Linked DNA regions of Mus musculus: region 2 is linked to region 1. Evidence: chromatin contacts called from public HiChIP or PLAC-seq data. All regions are on one chromosome and are shown on one strand. The core of a region is the stretch at or near the end of the contact, and the rest is flanking DNA. Distances in the headings are between cores, read along the strand shown.

Evidence for each region. HiChIP or PLAC-seq counts read pairs in DNA pulled down with a chosen protein or histone mark.
Region 2: a contact with region 1 is called in an H3K27ac HiChIP or PLAC-seq map of stem cell-derived neural progenitor cells, with 5 times the contacts expected there. The contact joins two enhancer-like sites. A contact is called at or near these places in 3 of 115 datasets of contacts at active chromatin or transcription factors (astrocytes, embryonic forebrain and stem cell-derived neural progenitor cells).

Annotation. Positions count from the first base shown.
Region 1 is chr6:143,938,536-143,945,835 of GRCm38.p6, forward strand. It overlaps Sox5 (SRY (sex determining region Y)-box 5), which reads right to left. Exons shown (of 15, transcript NM_011444.3): 8 at 2,816-2,901. Among named protein-coding and RNA genes, the nearest start is that of Gm52486, 11 kb to the right of the region's middle. Within about 2 kb of position 3,031, at least 40 of the 459 cell types and tissues checked have an H3K27ac peak or open chromatin away from gene starts, as enhancers often do. A contact at or near this core is called in stem cell-derived neural progenitor cells, where this site is marked.
Region 2 is chr6:145,038,246-145,045,545 of GRCm38.p6, forward strand. It overlaps Bcat1 (branched chain aminotransferase 1, cytosolic), which reads right to left. Exons shown (of 11, transcript NM_007532.5): 3 at 1,190-1,390. Among named protein-coding and RNA genes, the nearest start is that of Gm26666, 5.7 kb to the right of the region's middle. Within about 2 kb of position 2,741, at least 26 of the 459 cell types and tissues checked have an H3K27ac peak or open chromatin away from gene starts, as enhancers often do. A contact at or near this core is called in stem cell-derived neural progenitor cells, where this site is marked.

The DNA of each region.
Region 1 (7,300 bases), core at 1,781-4,280:
ATAAGACCCACCCACCCCAGCCTACTGGGAAACTCTAATCGATGCCCAAGAGAACCACATACATAGCTTCTCCAGTGTGCTATCCTGCATCTCCACAGGGGTTATGTATGGTTAAGAAGGAAAAGTATAAATGGCCTCTTTATTTTTGGTCTCTAGAACTGGCTTTCTGACATAACAGCAGACAGGTAGATTGTACGATTTGGACTGGACACTTGAACAAATTTCTAGCAGCATGAGTTCTGATCTCTGGAAGGGTCAGGTGGTCTACTGATAATGTTATAAGGAGATGGTCAGTGGAGCCTAACATATTTCAAAACAGAGTGTGGGAAGCATTAAAACTGGCTTGTTTCTTACATTCCACTAAAACAAAGAGCATTTCAGATACAGATTTCCCCAATGGAAGTAGATGTGCTATAAATGTTGAGACCATTGTAGATGGCTTCCCTTAAACTTATCCCATGTGGACAGGAGACAACAGGTGTCTCTGGAGGTGTTAAGTAGGCTGAAATAAAGTGGAGGGATCTCAACAATAAAGGGCTCTGCAATAAAAATGTCAGGAGCCACTGAGCAAAAATTTAGCAGCTCTTAAATGACAAGTCTTTGGAATTTGTGTGGCATGTCTCTCTGCCCCACCCCCATCTTCCCCATAATTGCAAAACTAAATTACATGCATGTGTTTGTGTAAGTATGTCGTATGAGTGAGTATACATAGCTGCCTGGGGAGATGTTCTGATGGCCAATTTTCTAATGATATTACAGTATAGGTTATTTGAGATCCTAACTACAATTATAAACTTTAATGGGTACAAAATCACGTACATGGAAACCTCTCAAAGGCAATGTAAGGATGTACAATTAAAATTGTCCCAAGGAGGAGGTAGGAGGGTGACATACTTAAGAGTAGACTTGAGCAGCTGAGATAGGAGGATGACATGTTCAGGAATACACAGAGCAACATGGCAAGACCCCATTGTCATGAGGTATGGGTAATGATCAATGAAAGAACCTTGCCCTGCTACAGATTAAGTTGTTTACAGACAGAGCAAACCCGTTGGGGCTCAAAGATGTTCCTCATTTCTCATTAAGGGAACTAATACTTTAGATGGTGAGAAAACCATCAGAAGGGAAATCAAGCTTAATTTATGTCAAATATTCTAACCTGTCTTCACAGGAAAAGCAGCTGAGATGCTCCCTGAGCAACACTACTCTCTGGTGGAGACCAACAGTGGGACTCTGGGCACTTTCACCTTGCCATTGCCCTTCTCTCCAGTGAGTCTGGCAAACAGAAACTCTCAACCTATATAATAAACCTCACAATCCTATGTTTCTGTATTCAAATCCGTTGCTGGAGGCTGCTGTTCCATTTTCTTCTAATTCATCTGTCTTTTATATTCTTTCTGTTTGTTTTATCTTTCTTTCCAGTTTTATTATAAAAGAATATTTTGTTATCTACAACCATAGATGTTTTCAATGCCAGGTAACTTAAGTCATTCTAACTTAAGTTAGAAAAATAATGTGCCCATAATAAATATAGACAGTAAGTATATGTGTGCATCTCTGGAGTCTTACTTATTACAGTCCCTTTCCCACATTGTTGCTATTCCCCAGACACCATTTGAAAAGGAAAAAAAAATGTTACAGTAATTTTATTGTCCTCATGGCTCTAACACTTCCAAATGTATTCTAGCTCCAAGAAACCGACATCATGTAATTTTTCATGGAAGAGATAAACTAGGATCAAATGTTGCAACCTCTACAGAATACTTTCTCAGTGTTCACAGGGCTATCTCCTCCTGCCAGTCTCCAGCTTTGGACACATCTCTGTGTGCATCGGTTCTACTCAGCTCTGTAGGATCTGATGAAAACCTCAACCTAGATTAATGCCGAGTATGGCAAGTCACACTCATGGGTGCAGTTCCGCTGTGTGAAGTGGGCCGGCAGTCAGTACACTGGCATTGCATGGTGTGTTTCCCATGAGTGTAAACCAGTGCTCCAGGAGGAGGTGGACCCAGGTCTTAGCTCATTATCTGTCCTCATTAGCTGCATAGTTTGGAGGCTCACAATAACAGGGCAGATGAAGTACTTTATGGAGTATCAATTCAGAGACGGAGATAAGGAAAGCTCCCTCTACTAAAACCATATCGATTCTCTTTTTAACCTCAGAGGCATAATTTCTAAAATCGTTTGGACATCTGGTAAGGTTATTGACTTTGCCCGGGTGTACTGGAGATACATGGTCTGAAGGGCAAAGAGGTCTCCATTAGGATGTCAGGATAAGCTCAAGCCCAAATGGACACCTGCTGACTTTGGTCTGGTCTTCCTTGCTTGCTCAAATGATCTGCCACTAAGCAAGGAGAACAAATGGGTTCTGAGTACTTTAATAACACCAGGCATCCTCAACGATTTCAAATAACATTCTGTTTCAGTTGCCTTGGATCACAGCCGCGGTTAGATATCTTTGACAAGCTGTTTATTTTTGTTATTGTTTTTGTTGTTGTTGATGATGATGTTGTTGTTATTTGAGGGAGCATTCTACAACAAAAATCATGATGTCTACCAACAAGATGGACACTGAAGCTCACAGTGTCAACCCTGAGCAGGCAATGACAAAATTGTAAGTAATATTTAATTCAGAGCACACAACCGAAAATAATCTTTGGGGGGGGTTGGGGCTCAGAACAAATAAAGGCAAAGACAAAACAAATTTGTGTGACCTAAGTCTCAGTCCTCAGTTGTAGTTTGTTCTAAGAGGATAATGGTTGCCTTCGGTGGCTCGTACTTAACCCCTGCCTCCCCGCGTTGTCTCCAGACTTACCTGCAGCTGGAGTGGGCCTAAGCCTGGTGTTGCTGCAGCAGCAGCTGCCATAGTGGTTGGGATCAGCTGAACAGGGTAAGGGTCACCTAAGTAAGAGAATAATAGAGGCGTCAGCACCTTTTATCTCCTCTCCACCTGCAAATTAAACTCCTGCATTCACTCTTCCCCAAAGCCTGCCTTTGTGTGCCTGGCTGGGGCCTAATGAAAAGCGCTATTGTGTAGCCTTTTACCGACACTCTTCACAACCCTGGCTGAGAGAGGAATGCGAATAAAAGGAGCAAGCAATTAAGGCTGAAACCTCATCCTTTTTTCATGATGTATTTAGGAAAATGGGGGGTTGGGGGTGCATGGTTCAGAGGGCTGTACTTGGACAGACACACACACACACACACACACACACACACACACACACACACACACACCACTGCAGACTTGATCAGAGCACAGCAAGTCTTTGCCAAATTTTCAGTCTTATCACAGACAGAACTTAACTAAACTCACTTTCATTTTAACGAGCTAAACACTAAAGATTTAAGCCATTAACTAAACTTTCGAATGTTGCCTTGTGGTCTAATAGCTCACGGACAGTTTCAGAGTAAAGAAAACATCTCATGTTTGCCCTTTCTTTTCTTTTTGACATTATAGAAAATGTTGACATTTTAATTTTATAGAGATAAATGTTGCCAAAAGTATATTTTAGAGACAACAAATGAACAAATAGATCTTCCAAAATTAGACTTTAAAAAAAAGGTCTTGTTTTTTTTTTCATCTTATGTTTTATAAAAATGTATACCAGGGGTATACATGGGTCATGTGGTGTATTTTTGATGCAGATTGAGAAATATTTATTTGCTAATAAGAGCTAAGGTGGATAGATACTCTGCACAGAGGCTAACTGTGTGTTAGTAATGTAACCAATAGTATGCACTAGTTAACCACTGGGGATAGGAGATAGCAAGAAATTAAAAGTAATGACTATAAGAATAATTTTTCTAAGATATTAAACTGACTTTAGAAATTGAACATGTGAGGCCAGATGTCTGTAAACTACCATTCAGGAAACTGAGAGAGAAAGACCTGAAATTTATGGCCAGTGGGGGCTACACAAGTGAGACCCTGTCTGAAAAAAAAAAAACCAAGCAAAAATTAATCCATGAAAGAAACTAAGTGTTCATGCATAAACAATATTAAGGTAATTCACTTTTAAACACTTACTGAGTACCCAGGATAAATTGTGAACACTGCTCTTGGTACTGGAAGATGAATTCTTAAAAAGTATAACATAAACACAGGGTTTTATCAAGAACGCAGTGAAGTTCAAGCAGTAGGCTTCCAGAGAGGCCTCATAGTAGCATGTTCACAGAGTCTCAACAGCTATGTTTCACCAATTCCTTGATTTTATACTTGGTTTTGATTTTGTGTTATAATAAATATTTTTTACTGCTATGGAGATTGTGTGTATATATATATATATGTATATATATATATATGTATATATATACATATATATATACACTATTTAGTATTTTTATTGGAAAGAGAATGCTCTAGCTTTGTTTCTGTTATTGTGACAGATTGCCTGAGAAAAAGCAACCAGGGGAATCAAGAACTTATTTGGATTTCAATTCCAGGTGACGTTCCCTTGCTGAGGGGAAGTCACGGGAAGAACTTGAGACAGCCAATCACATAACATTCACAAACACGCAGGGGGGACTGAATGTATGTACATACGCTGCCTGCTTGCTTCTCCAGCTAGATTCCTTACACAGTCCCGAGCCTTGCCTAGGGAATGGTGCTGCCCACAATGGGCTGAATGCTCTAGGGCAACCAACAATGGAGATAATCCCCACGGTCTTAGTGACAGGCCAATCTGATTTAGGTAATTCTGAAACTGAGACTCTTTTCCCAGGCAATATAGGTGGTGTCAAGTTGACAGTTTAAACTAAGAGCACAGGGTGGCTGAACCACAGAGCGGGTTGAAATAGATAAGCAAGGACTGTGGACAGTGTTGGGTGGTAACTTAGTATCCAGGGTACTATACACAAATATTAAAGCGCCTAACTTTACCCTACAGAAGAAAGGGAACCCCACGTGTGAAGAAGAAAAACAACCAAGACTACTTAACTAGCAAGTGGAAGTCACAGGAGCCGTCTTCTGTGTAGCAGGTGACAGGGGGTGGATTGGTAAAAACCTAAGAAATTCAACACTTACGGGGGTCGAACTCACAAGGAAGTTGGCTGGCTTTGTGACAAAGTAGGAACTGGCTCAAGGTGAATTTCGGAGTCTATTTATTTGGCTCATAACAGAGATAAGGGATAAGGTTGCTACACGAGGGTGGGAGGCGGAGTGAGACACACGAAGGAATAAGAAAATACTTTGGATATTTGCTTACCAACCTTTGCAAGAGGTGAGCACGCATCCCAGTGAAGCCCTGAGACTCAGTAACATCAGTTTGGAGTAAATACAGAGGAGAACAAACCTCAAGCAAACAGTTCCTAGGACTGGAGACTGTAATGATGATTTATCATCTAAAGGGAACATGGAGACTATTGGTGACTTTAAAAATAAGTGTGAGATCCTGGGATTTTAGTGATTAAAGTGACCTGGGAAGAAAGTCTCAGTGAGAGACAGTAGGAAAAGCTGGTCTGTGGGGGCAGGGCGGGGGCGATCTCGGTAGCATTAACTGATGTTGGAGGAGCGAGCCTAAGAAATGTGTAGCCCCATTCACTCCCTGGGTTTGGAACAGCAGCGGAAAGGGTGCGCTGAAGAGGAAGCCAGCACCCAGTCACACCATTTCTCTCCGCCCTTGCCTGTGGGTATGACCATTTGCTTCAAGTTTCTGCCATCTTGACTGCCCCACCCCCACTCCCACGTTGGACCCCGTAACTTGGAATTGCAAGCTAACTTGAACTCCTTCCCCGAGCCGTTTTTTTTTTTTTTTTTTTTTTTTGGTTAGGTGATTTCAACATAGCAACAGTGAATGAGAGGAAGTCATTCTGGAAATTTCGACTGACAGCGAAGGAATGTTCAGGGAAGAAGAGGCTACAGAAAAGGAAGCTGGAGTGGAAAGGGTGAGTTGGGGGAGGGAGTCAGGTCTCACTGGAGAGAAGCTGGTGAAAACTGACTTGGAGTGAATATGGTCAGGTGAGGGCAGGAAAGGGTGCTGGAGGCAGCAGTTGTGGATGCTTCTTAAAATGTGACTGCCCCTGAGTGGAGGCCACAGCTCCTAAGAAAGATACAGTTGCAAAGTCCTCCCTAAAGCCAGTGCTCCAGGCACTGCTGGGAGAAACACAATGACTCTAATTACTTACATTTCTGACCTGTGTACACCCCCCCTACCCACACCCACCCCCACCCCCCACCCCCCCATCCCCCCACCCCCCCCACCTCCCCCCCACCCCACCCCCGGTGCAGGATTATTCTCAAATGTACAGGCTAGGACAAACTTGCTAAGAGTACACTCCTCAGATGGAGGTACAAACCTACCCCACCCCTGGCCAGCCAGTGCCCAGGCTGGTGTGTGGGGGTGGATTTGCGATGTCAAAGAGCCTGAGCTTCGGGCACCAGCAAGGCAGGATCAAATTGAAGGTTGGTTGGGTGTGTAGTGGCACCTAGCTTTGGGGAAATTAGTTAAATTGGCATGATTACACTTCTGAATCAGAATTTAAATTTTAACGGGATTTCCAGGTGATCTGCAAGCATCTTCCTCCTGGCAGATGCTGGAAGAGAGACAATGTGGAAGTTGTTGATGCTGCTGCCTGCAGAAGTGAGACTAGGTGGGGTTCACGTTTAAAGAGACAAATAGGTGCAAACATGAGAGCAGGCTGCTCTGCTAGTGAGGAGCATCCTGTAAAGACAGGACAAGCATGTGACAAGGGGAGGGGCAGGTGATGTCATCATACGTTTGGGGTCTACTGCCACTTGGTATCATTAATTGCCTAATCTATATGACACTAGTTCAACAGAGGGAAGTTGAAATGTTTAAAGTTGAAATCACATTTGTACAAACTAGCTAAAATGGTAAATATTGTAATTGTATGGTTATTAGAATCGATCATGTAAATGCTTACAACATTGTAATTCATTTGTACTCCTCATTTAATGAACACAATCTTAAAATTAACTAAGCCGCTCATGTACAGGGCTCTTCACAGGGATAATTCATTTATATAATTTACTTTCCCTGTTGTAAATTAATCAATTAATAAGCACTTGCAACATCCACCATGTGATTAGGAATCTGCCGGGTGCTGTGTGAGACATCACAATAAAATTAAAGAAATCTGGGCCTCTAATCATCATACGTTCGTACTGTCTGAGCGTGTTTGAGTTGCTCAGGCGGTTGCTGAGTGCTAAGGGAGTTGAGGGCTGGTAGCTTTAGGCTTTACGCAGAGGTACAGGGGAAGCAAGAAGTTACCTTGGCTCCAGTAGCTGTCAGGTGGTGGGGAGGACAGAGTGAGCAGGCCGGGTGACCTGTATCAGAAT
Region 2 (7,300 bases), core at 1,491-3,990, 1.1 Mb after region 1:
CTTCCTCTCTCAGTGGGGCTGCCTGGGTTGTCTCTCCCTGTGAACCTGAGGACATTTTGCTATTCCTTTGCTTTGTGCTTTCAGAATACCTGTCACCCATCCAAGAGAGCACACAGCCTGGTCTATGGACTGTGCAGCATAGCTCACCGCAGCCGTTGTCTGCTCTCTCCCTCCGTACCAGGCATGGCTCTACAGCGGTGGCTCTCACAACCTTTGGGTCTCAGCCACCATGTGGGTACTGAGAACTTTGCTACAGTTCTCTGCCAGATCAGCAGGTGCTCTTAATCCCCGAGCCAATGCTCCGGCCCTGAATGTGAATTTGAATGCTTCTCACTTCAGATCATTAAATGGGTGGATTCCGGGGTGTTCTGGTGGGAAATTTGAACTGTAAACACAAGTAGTGAAATGAAAATGATCTCTATAAAGTATAAGATCTCTCGAAGGCACAATCTTGGGAACCAATATTCAGAAATGAATATTTGATCCTGTTTCCTATGGCCATTTTCAGTCTCTTGGTAGGTCAGAATTTATCTCTGTGCCTTCAGTGTTCTGGGGAAAGTCATTACCCGTGAAGAAACCAGAATAAACTGAAATATAGGGCCAAGGGGATGGGACAATATTCTGCATATCTGTTTCAGTGTGTATCAACAGAGGACCAAGATGTGGAGTCTCCAAACACTCCACGGTGAAGGAGCGTGCTCAATGCCATCCCACAGGCTGGTTATAAGAAAGCAGTTAGCACAGCGCCCCATCCTGTGACCGACCCTTCACAATCACTCAAAGATCTGAGAAGTAGAGAGCACCTAATAAATTAGTAATACTCATTGCTTTAGGGTTCTTTGGGATTCTGTGGCCTAGGCTGTCCAGAAAGAAAGGCATAGTCTCGGTTAGCCTTGAACTTTCGGCCCATCCAGTCTTAGGTTACCAAGTGCTGAGATTTTCACACACACACACACACACACACACACACACACACACACACACACATATCACATTTTACTAATATCACAGATAAGCCAAGCCAACCTGCAAAACTAGCTCTGAGACTTATCGGCAATCCACTTGGCTGCAGGAGAAGTTTGAAGATGTTTATGACAACCTCCAGTTAAGACAGCAGGGCCTGTCCCCGACCCTAAAGAAGCTTGCAAGGCCAGAGAATCACGGCCCACGGGTGCTCCCAAGCACTTACTTCCACAGCGTAGTGCAAAACAGAGGCAGCGGGATGTATGGGCAAGTTTCCAAAAGGCTTAATGTGAGGTTTCTCCCATCCAGACGCAGAGGACCACTCCACCGTCAGCATGTGGTCAGTAAACGTAGCTCCAAAGACCAGCGAATCCGGGTCCGGCTTCTCTTTTAAGACAGTGGCTGGTGTGATGATGAGATCTTTGGCCTGTAGAGGAGAAAGGGAAAGTGCCTGGAGCCCACACTGCATGGGCTAGATGGTCCAAAGGTCCAATGTGAACACCATTCCTTGGTGATGACACGACCACACCCAGCACAGAATTTAACACTGGGGGTGTCTGAGGACTCGCTGCAGTTGGTGGGGTGCTTGCAGAAGCCCCGGGTTTGACCACTGAAAGACTGTGGAGGCAGGAGATTCAGAAGTTCCAACCTTGTCTAAAAAAACTGACCCAATCAAGTCTCAAATAACAACCCCAATATCATACCGTTAACACTGAGAACCAAATAGACCAAACCTGTGCTCAGAGTTCAGTCAATTGTTCAAAATCTCTGCAACAGGGCCTGACAAGGTGACAAAGCAAGTAAAGACACTTGCCACCAAACCAGCAAACCTGAGCTTGATCCTAGGACCTACATGGTGAAAGGGGAAAACCAAGACTCCACAAGTTGTCCTCTGAGCTACACCCAAGCACTGTACATGCACCTCCCTCCCCAGCACCCCACAAGCAATAAATAACTGCCATTAACAATGCAAAATAATAATAATAACCTTAGAGCCGGAGAGACAGCTCAGTGGAAAAGAGCATTTGTTGCTCTCACGGAGGACCCAAGTTCAATTCCCAGCTTCCCCATGGTGGTTCATAACCATTCTTAAATACAAAGTTCGTGGGGATCGGATGCTGTCTTTCTGACCTTCACATGCACCAAGCACGCACATGATGTATGCACACACATACGTAAAGACAAAAACACACTTTTATTTCAGAAAAATCAAACGAATTTAGAAATACATTTTTTTTTTATAAAACTCAATAATTCCTGCAATAATACGGTGGTATACGCCCGTCATCCTGGCACTCAGGAGGCTGAAGTAGAAGAAGAGACACAAATGTGAGGCCAGCCTAGGCAACAAAGTGAGTGCCAGGCCAGCCAAGGCTACACAGCAAGGCTAAGTCACAAACAAATCCCTGCAATGGCTTCGGTTGTAGTGCCATGAGAAGCAAACTTTAGGGGTGTGGGAGATGTGGTGAAATGATTCCCGATTCTCACCAGACCCCAGAGAAGCACTCCCAGAAGACACACAGCATTGCTCACAGTAGCAGGGAGCATCCTTCAGGGCACACAGCAGTGCTCACAGAAGCAGGGAGGATCTTTAAGGACCCAGCCACTGCCCGCTATGGCTGCCTCCACCTCCCCAGAGCATTCCAATCACATGTCCCCAGCTCCTCCAGATACGGAGGCTCACAGATGGGCACAGACAGCAAAGAAGTGCTCTCCTCTTTGAAGACAGACAGGCAGAGAGAGAATAGAGCCGCAGATGCAAACCCTGTCCTAGGAGGAGACAGACAGTAAACAAAAGCCCTCCTATTCAGCCGCACAAAAACAGGAAGATAGGAAACAACTGCACTCAGCTGTTCTCCACAAAGCCAGCTCGGCCGTTGTCACAAACCCAAGTCACCTCGGTTCTGATCCTTAACTTGGGAACAGCTAGAGAACAACAACAACAATAAGTAAAGTACAATATTAAAAAGAAACTGTGAAGAAGAAAGCTTTTGGTGGTATTGGGGACAGGGGGAGTCCGGCAGAGTCTCTTGTCACTCAGGCTGGCTTAAAACTCTCCAATACTAAGTCTCTGAGTGGCGCACACTAGCCAAGCACTCTGTCAGCTGTGCTACATCCCCAGCCCCCACCCACAGTTCCCGACAATAAGATAATTAGCAACGTTTAGGAAGACGCAGAACAGGTGTGTCTGTTAGATGGTCAGTGTGAGCTGAACGGTGAGACTGAATTCTAGACATATCTTAAACACGGAGAAGCCAGCAGACATCGGCTTTCTAGACTTTCATTTATTGTTGTATGTACATACACATGGTACGCATGAATGCGGGCATAGTCCGCAGCCCTGGGGAGCTCAGAGGACAACTTCTGGGATTTGGTTCTTTCCTTCCACCACAGGCACCAGGGATCAAAGATGCGCGTGTCATCAGGTTTACACGGCAATCACTTTTACCCATTAGGTCATCCATGGCCCTGATTTTCTTTCTAAACAACATCATCAATAATGTGCATGGCTCTTCAAAAGATCTGGCGAAATTTCTCATCCAGCCCCAGCTTCACTCACTCTGGCTGACTGCACACCACCCTCACTTCACTGCATTCCCAGGCTCTGCACTACTACTTCCTGACATGGAATGGACAGACAGACAGTAAACAGCAGGGCTTTCTTCTCTCCTCTCCTTACCCCTCTCTCTCCTCCAGGCAGCTGCCAAAATTTACAGCTTGCCCACCCTACTACTTCTCTCTTGAACTTTAATATAACTGTCTTCAAGCTTAAAAACAAAAACAAACACCTGAGCCTTGTTGTTACTCTTCACTCGCCATCTGAATTAGGATAATTTGAAAGTGAACTCGGGCTCTGTCTCATCAATATTGAGGGTGCCCGCTTTTCCTCGTTACTCAATATCAGCATTCTTTTGTAATTATTCTTAGCATTTTTAATTTTATTTAAGCTTTAATCACAGAGGCACTGAGGCTCAGAGAGTGTACAGAATATACAGAGACTGCCTTGCTTCCTGGACTGTGACTGCCAGCCAAGGACAGTTACCCAAGTTGGCATGGGTTATCCACAATGGATTATCCAAACCTCCCACCTAGTATTTTTGAGCTACTCTGTATCTTTAATGCCATGGATCATTAGAAACACCCATCCTTGCTCTGCAAGCAAAGGGGAGATAAAGAAATAACGAGGAAACTAGATCAAGGTGATTAATGCTCTGAAGAATTAAAGGAACTCGGAAGAAGAGGCAGGGAAGGGGACTTTGGTCTTGGCTTTGCAGAGGCCTGCCTCGTGTGTCTGAGCACACCTGAACGCAGGGAGCAAGCAGGATGTCTACAGACCTAGGAGTAATGTATTTCAGGCAGATGGACAAAGTAGGACATAGCAAAGACCCCTGCTGCAGGAAGAAGAGGAAGGAGAGAGCAGGGGTGAAAGGTCAGAGGTCTACAGCTATTGCAGTTGGGAAAGCTAGGCAAGTTATGGACCAGGATAGCCGGCTATGCCCCTATATACTAACTCTCTAAGGCCTCTGGCTATTTTGCTGAGACCACAGCCTTTGCCATCTCCTTCCCAGGAAGTAGTAGGCCATAAACTCAGGAAGCCTCTTTATTGCTCTTTGCAGGCACCTGCCTGCGGGGAGGGAGCAGGGATGCCTGGCCTGCAGAGGTGAGACTGTCCTGGATTTCCTGGCAGTTTAGTAGTTGAACAAGCAAGCCAGCTGTGGTGAGAAGATATAATTAAGAGAATCTGAGCAATGCTGAGCTTTATCCAGCTTCACCAGGCTTCCCCACCTCCATACCAGTGATTTTCCAGGCCCAGGCCCCAAGCCTCTGAGATCAACTGCAAGACAGTTCTCCGTTCGAACTCTGTCTGCCAAGGTAAAAATCACTTTCAAAACTTTGAGCAAAATGTCTCAGCCTCTGGCCCCTTGGAGGTCCTGGGCCCATTGACATGTGATCTAGCTTATAGATTTTAAATCTTCCCACAGTAGGGAGAGAGCTCAGTGAGAAAGAGTACTTGCCGTGAAAGCAAGGGGCCCCGAGTTCAAATCCACGGGTTAAGATAATCAAGGTGTCACTAATATGATTGTATACTCTGAACAGTTCACCTAAAATGCTTCCAGAGCTGAAGCTGCAGGGGCAGGGCCTACAGTGTGTAAGTCCCGGGCACAACACCCAGCAGTGCAACAAGCAGAAAAACGAAAGTGGGGCCCACCCACAGTTACCCAAGGCTAGACCAAAACTCTGAACCCTTTGCCTAAAATGCTTCTCAGAGCCTAAGCTGCAGGGGCAGGACCTACAGTGTGTAAGTCCTGGGCACAATGCCCAGCAGTGCAAGAAGCAGAAAAACGGGGCCCACCCACAGTTACCCCAGGCTAGACCGAAGCACCAGAGCTGCTTAAGGGCCAAGCTGAGACACAGAGCACATTTATATTCAACTTAGTGCTTTTCTTCTAGAGCCAAAGAGACAGCTCAGAGGCTGTTTCACAGGCAAGCTGGGTTCACTCCCAGCACCATCAAGCAGCTCAGAGACAAGCATAACTTCAGCTCCAGGGCCTTCCAGCACCTCTTCTGGCCTCTGAAGCCACTGCACTCACGGCAACATCTATACAAACTCATAAGTAGGTCAAAAAACAAGTGAAATCGGCGCTCTAATTCTAACCTTTGAATACTAGTCGAAACTCTAAATGATAAAATTTCCAGGCATTCCCTCTGTTTGTGGGAATCACGGTTATCTCCCCTGACCATTTCCCTCTAATCCAGATTTGAACATAAAGATTTCCCTCCTATATCCAGTTTTTTCAAAGTAACACAAGATCTTGTGGCCTTTATAATTTCACCAAGAAACTCTAAATTCCTTTATTTGAGACAATTTCCATAATTCTAGAGATTAAAAGTTAGGGTTTTGTTTTTTGTTTGTTTGTTTGTTTTTGTTTTTGTTTTTTTGAGACAGGGTCTTACTATATAGCCCCAGATAGCCTTGAGCTCAGAGATCCAGCAACCTCTGTCTACTGAGTGCTGGGATTAAAGGCAAGGCCTGAAGTCAAAGGAAGGTGGATGTGAGGCCTGAAGACATAGCTCAGAAGCTAAGAGCACCAGCTGCTCTTTCAGAAGACCTTGGTTCAATTCCAGCACCCATGGCAGCTCACAGTGATCTGTAACTCTGGTCCGAGGGCATCGATACCCTGTCAGGCCCATGTGGACACCAAATATGCATAGTCCATGTGGAGGGAAGCACCCATAAAGTAAAATAAATCTTTAAAAAGTCAGATGGCATGGTACACATCTCTAATCCCAGCATTTAAAAGGCTAAGGCAGGTAGATTCCTGAGTTCAAGACTAGCCGGCCAGCCTTGTCTACCTGGTGAGTTCTAGGTCAGCCAGGGCTACACAATGAGACCCCTGTCAGAAACAAAGTGGGGAAGGGGAAATCTAACTAACCAGCCTTTGTACAGCGATGCTTTCTATCATGATCATTGGAAGAAAACAGGGCAGCCTAGTAACTGAGAAATGACACAGGGCATATTAAGAACAAGTTCCTGGGCCAGCTATACGGCTCAGTGATGCTTGCCTCCAAGCCTGACGACCTAAGATCACTACGTGGATCCCACACAGTAGAAGGGCAGAACTAACCCCTAAAAGCTGTTCTGACTTGCACATGCAGGTACCTACACACATACACAAAGGAAGTAAGCCAGCACGTGCAAACATATTTTAATTTAAAAGGGGGGAACAGTTTTCTGCTTTGACACCATGATGAGGAAGCACCTGAGCACTTCGGTTCTTCTCTGCACTGGAAACGAAAGGAAACTCACTAAACTCGCTTAGTCTAAGCCCGCGGTGCGGTGCATCAGCACTGGAAGCACGGGGCTTCCCAGGGAGCTCCTGCACGCTTCTGCTCCACTGAGAGAGACTGCTCTCATCGAGTCCGTGCTTTCTCTGAGAACCTAATGAGGTCTGAAGAAGAAAATTCTACAGCTTTGAGGCCAATCAGAGGAAACTAGAATGAAGAGAGCTCGTCTCTGAGGTCCATAGGAAAAGTCTAAAGTAGTAAATACAGCTTCTTAAACAAAGGCGGTGAAAGGATCAGGAGAGCCGGCTCGCCGGAAGAGTGCAGGCAGCTCTTCCAGAGGACCAGGTTCAATTCCCTGAACAGTGAGTGTCAAGTGGCTCACCGCCATCTGTAACTACAGTGCCAGAGGACCCAGGGCATCTGGTCTCCAAGGGAACTCATTCATGTGCACGCACGCATGCACGCACGCACAAACAGAGAGAGAGAGGGGACAGAGAGGACAGAGAGGCACACTTAAAAACAAATTGTTGAGAGAAAAAAAGAGAGAGAG